Regions from separate parts of the Danio rerio genome. Here region 2 is linked to region 1. A link is a contact called in public Hi-C data. All regions are on one chromosome and are shown on one strand. The core of a region is the stretch at or near the end of the contact, and the rest is flanking DNA. Distances in the headings are between cores, read along the strand shown.

Evidence for each region. A called contact is a pair of places that touch in the nucleus more often than the background predicts.
Region 2: a Hi-C map of hematopoietic stem cells shows a contact between it and region 1, with 2.2 times the contacts expected there. The contact joins the promoter of tmem30b here to the promoter of ythdf2 in region 1. A contact is called at or near these places in 2 of 18 Hi-C or Micro-C datasets (caudal fin and hematopoietic stem cells) and 1 of 4 datasets of contacts at active chromatin or transcription factors (embryo).

What each region holds. Positions count from the first base shown.
Region 1 is chr17:28,910,910-28,913,609 of GRCz12tu, forward strand. ythdf2 (YTH N6-methyladenosine RNA binding protein F2) reads right to left here and starts at 1,362. Exons shown (of 4, transcript NM_200250.1): 1 at 1,197-1,362; 2 at 1,007-1,031. The coding sequence starts at 1,223.
Region 2 is chr17:29,584,361-29,587,060 of GRCz12tu, forward strand. tmem30b (transmembrane protein 30B) reads left to right here and starts at 1,315. Exons shown (of 8, transcript NM_001002179.1): 1 at 1,315-1,398; 2 at 2,403-2,599. The coding sequence starts at 2,414. kdm1a (lysine (K)-specific demethylase 1a) reads right to left here and starts at 682. Exons shown (of 21, transcript NM_001242995.1): 1 at 657-682.

The DNA.
Region 1 (2,700 bases), core at 112-2,611:
TACAACACTGTTTTCAAAGAAGCACATTTTGTTGACCAAGGATGTCTCTATTAAAAAAAGTTGTCTAAAGTGGCACTGTATTAACAGCTGTACTTAATTTTAACTGCATGTTTCCCGTCATGCATGTTTAAATATATTAAAATTAATTTTGAAACAGTTTGCTTATTTTTTTTCTTTAAAATCTACTTTACAATATAATTAAATAATTTTAGCAATTAAAATCTAATTGTAGTTTTAACATTGTGAAAGACTTTAAACGGAGATGATTCTTTATAACAGCCATTGTTGCATCTGAGGATCGGTTGTCTGTGCAGTCATGTAGTCACTACAACTATGATTAAACTATTTTATTCTGTATCATTTTCCTTAAAGTACGTAATAATCGATTAAACACCAAATGGCTTTTTAAATGAATTTGTGTCAAGAATGCACCGTATGCAAAAGGATTAGAAATAGACTAAAAATAAAGAACTAAAAGCTGTCACATTAAATGCACGTGTTAAATAGACTGATTCAACACGCAACTGGATTGTGAAAGCTTGACACAGACTGGGGTGCTGAAAATCCCCTCAACAGGTCCCCCGGCGGCATGTTAACCCCCCGCCTGTTGCCCACCGGTAGCGGGGGTGGTCTATGGGTATGCGGGACCCTTCCACCGCTACACTTTAAACAAGCGTCTAAAAAGAGCGAAAGCTGTAGTGTATGTGGGTGTTCAGGTGCTTCGGAGTGTCACGCGTTCTGCTGCACTCGGCCTTAGCGCTGTGCTAAGCGGCTAACTAGCGTGGGCTCCAAAACACCAGCTCTTTATCGGATCAATAACACTAAAGTCAACCAGATCATCTACTATAAGACATACTTATCCTTTAAACCCACGGGTGTCTGTTCTGAGCAGGTTACACGGTTTGATTTGATAGCGGAATTGGTTTGAACACACGGCCTGCTAGCAGGAGAACCAGCACGAGACTCTCGTTATCTACAGCGCTAAAACGACACACACTTCACCTACCTTTGTTTGCTTGGCCTTTCGGTCTCTGGATTGGGTCCAGGTGATTCATGAAGGAGTGAGTTTGGAGAGGAAAGAGGGAGAATAAATGAAGGTTTATATGAAGCTCAGGCCTGAACTCGCGCTGCGAGAGAGAAAAAAAACCCGCCTCGACGCCACTTCTGCTCAATGTTCACAAAGTGCCTCTGTTTACCTGCTCCAGAAGGCTGCTGGCTGACATTTCTCACTCCCCGGTGCCTGTGTGTTAGACTGCGCGTTTGTTTGCGGGTTAAAGTCAACGGGAAATGTGTGTGTTTTTAGAGTCTTTGCGCCCGAGTCTCTCTCTCTCCCTCTCTCTCGCTACAGCTGCAGATCAGACACACAATGGCGGGCTGCAGTTCCTCCACACTTCAACATGGCCGAGATGCCGCCACACGTTTATCCCCGGCGGTATAGCGCCACACTGCGGCTGGGAGGAGGTGAAGGTAATGAATGAACGACAGTGGGTCCAAATTCAAGTCCCACCAAAATGATAATCCGTGGCGATCCTAAAGGGGTAAATGTAGCTAAGGCAAGGGATTTAAACTGAGAAAAAATCCGACTCATAAAATTATCAAAATGTTCAAAGTATATGTATTTAGTATACGAATATTTAATTTATTTTAAGTTACATTTTCAAGTAATCATCACTGTATTCAGTGATTTAATCACAATTTAATTTCTTTATTGTTTGTTTGAATACCTATATGTTGTATTTATTAGCTTTTTTGAATAATCTGTTTTTATTTATGCGTTCTAAATTCGAAATTTATTTCATGTGCAATTATTTAATTTACATTGTATTATGTCATGATTATACGGCTATCATTATTTTCGCATTTGTAATCATTTTATCATTATTCAAATTAGCAGATTGATAAATCCATTTGGTTTTATATCAAATTCAGATTTTGATATTGATAAATTCATTCATGAATTTTTTTTCAGCTTAGTCCCTTTATTAATCAGGGGTCGCCACAGCAGAATGTACCGCCAACTTTTCCAGCATATGTTTAACGCATTGGATGCCCTTCCAGCTGCAACCCAACACTGGGAAACACCCATACACTCTCATTCACACACATACACTACGGACAATTTAGCTTACCACGTCTTTGGACTGTGGGGGATACCGGAGCACCCGGAAGAACCCCACACGAACGCGGGGAGAACATGCAAACTCCACACAGAAACGCCAATTGACACAGCCGAGGCTTGAACCAGCGACCTTCTTGCTGTGAGGCGACAGCACAACCTACTGCCCCTACTGATATATTACAAATACAAAATAAGGATAATTTAATTAAATACACGAATAGGGTTAAATAAAATAAAAGTAAATGACACAGTGTTTTTCAAATAAATCGTCTAATTCACTTTTTTATATCAAAATTAATTCTCAATTTACTACACAGTGCAGTAAAATATCCACACTTTTGTCTTTTTTATCAGCTCTCACTCTGCAATTTTGGTTGTTGCACTAAAGACGTTAATAAAACCCGATTGTTATGTTATTATAATGAGTTTACTTTGTGTTTGTGCGCTTTATGAACTAAAAAAAAGTCACGATTAAAATATGCACTGTCACCTGTGAGCCGCTAGATGTCGCCCTGATTACGCAGCACATTTATGTTATATCAGAGAGACAGTCGTGGACGTAACAGCTTACGCAACTACAG
Region 2 (2,700 bases), core at 65-2,564, 670 kb after region 1:
TTTGTAAACAAACAAATTACTTTGAAAGGAGCCTATACGAGTAATGATCACATGTTCATTATGATTATGTATTATTACTGAACGTATTGTTTATATTTTGGCTCAATATCTCTGCTCAACAGATCGTGAACAAACCGTTACACAACGTTCACAAATGCTCTAGCATTATACCCAAATAAACAGATGTTTGACCTGCATTAAAATTCGACATGAACATAATTGCCTTTATCGGTGTTTAGCTTTACACCTGTAACGTTAATGTATCTTAAACAGTTTAGATGTTTTAATTGTGCTAACGTTAGCAGAGAAGAAAATCCACAAATTTATGATCAGAACATCAATCGCAGCTCTGAATGTTAGCTAAGCTATTAAAAATGTTTTTCATAAAACGTTCAAATAAAACATATTTTGAAACTATGATGAAATAAGGGAATAACGTCAACTGATGTTCTGATGCAGTGGCTAGCTAAAATGCTATTGCTAGCGGCACGAGCTTTTCATAATGCTTACACAACTAACGTTATTTAAAACATTCAAGCTCCTCTTTGCTAATTTTAGTGTAAATCATACTAAATGTTTGTAACTGGTATGCGTTAATCTCATTTTACGTGTTAGGCTTTGTTTATATATGAAAAAATAATATTTTTCATATTTACCTCCTCGCTGCTGTGGGGGGTTTCACACAAAGAAACAGACGACTGTCCCTGCTGGAATCACACAGCCAATCAGAGTAGACGCTGAAAGTAAACGGGTGGGATCTTAATCGTTCAGCATTGTAATTGGCTAAAAATACCATCAATCAAATGTTGCGGAAAGTAAGGTCTAGTAGGTTATACAAATTCTGCTTGCACGTTTCACCTGTATGCAAAATGTATACTCTGAATCAACAACATAAAATGTAAATTCGGGATCATCAGAGAACCCCAGTAAACATGCTAGGGTGACACAGATTGTCTTAAAATAATTTATAATTAAGTCGCCTACACTAACATAATCTGAAAGATTAACATGCTGAATACTATATCATATTAAACAATTTTTTATAAAAACATGTCTACAAGCTGCAAATTCAGAATTTTATGAAACTAATATTAGCCAGTTAATATCAAGTTTAGATGTCTAAACCATAGACTGTAAAATAAACGATATATGTCTAAACGATATATATCATCTAAAAATAATTAAACCACCAGTCTAATCCGGGAGGGGTCAGCGGTGTGACGTATGTGAAATAGGAGGAGCATACGAAAGGCGGAAAAGCTGACCCAGGTGTTGAACAAGTAAAACAGGTACGGGACTTTGTGAAGGTGTGTCTTTTGTTTTTCGATGTAATTTACGATTTTATAAAAGAGGGCATCTAAGAAAAGCCGCACTGCAAACGCCAAACTCTTTTTTGAGGTGAGTTTTGTTTTCTATGGCTTTAAGACTCCTACTCTTAAAACTGTGATCATCAGTGATTGAGGTTTTTGAAGCACGGGTTTGTTTGTTTTCCTGCGATTGTCATCGGTTGTTGTTTTACTGTCGGTTACTCTCAAGGGAATTAACCTTAACTGTAATCAAAATAAGTTATTAGAAGAAGACCGTTAAGAGACATACATTGGTCAATTAATAATAAACACATTACTTTTTAGTCAAATGTAACAAACCAAAACAATTTATACGTAACATTATTTGTGACTCAATCAGCCAATCAAAATTGGTGTTTGCTTATAATAGAAATTGTTTAAACACTTCATTCTGTTCTGTGGAGTTTTAGCAATATAACTGTTGATGTTGCTATACAATTACAATTTACAATTGGCTCTGCAGTTTTTTGTACTGTACTGTGACCTCTTGTCCATTATATTGATTCATTATTTTAAATATACTACCATGAAAATAATTAAGACTTCTTGAAAACTCTGTTTCTCAGGATTTACATTTTTTTTTAAATGTGTTTTAGTACATTTTTCTTCAACTTTCAACTTTACACATTCAGTACACTATTGGCATATCTTTCAAATTTAAAATTAAGCTTTTTTCCCAAAAAAATAAAACAAATGGAGCCATGTTTCAGACATTTATTTATTTATTTAGACTACACAATAAAAATGTTTTAAATACAGAAGACTTAAGAAATACATTTAGTGAAATAACTTTTATTTTCAGTCACAACAAATAAAAGCACTTGTTATTCTGGCCAGTTGTCCTTTTTTGGAACAAGAAAACAAAACTCTAAATGAGACTCTTTTTGTTTGTAATTTAGAAGAAATGTTATCAGACATTTATTATTGAAACAAACTTTTATATCTTACCTAACATAAGTGCAGTAAATTCAGTGAAAGATTTTTTTTAATTTGTCTCTTATCTTTTTTCCATGTCTTATACATAATTTACTTGCAATGTCTTGTTCCCCCTTTCAGAGAACAGTAGGATGAAGAATGAGGGAGAGACGGCCCAACGGCCTGACAACACAGCCTTCACACAGCAACGTCTCCCGGCATGGCAGCCCATACTCTCCGCTGGCATTGTCATTCCTGGTTTTCTAGTCATTGGGTTGGCCTTCATAGGGATCGGTGTTGGCTTGTTTCTGACCTCACAGACCATCCAAGTGCTGGAGGTAAGCCTTTACTACAGGGGAAAAAAACAGGATCCAGGTGGATTTTGTTCATTCTTTGATGAAGTAGTTTAAACATGAACTCATGTCAGTTCCTGGTTGTT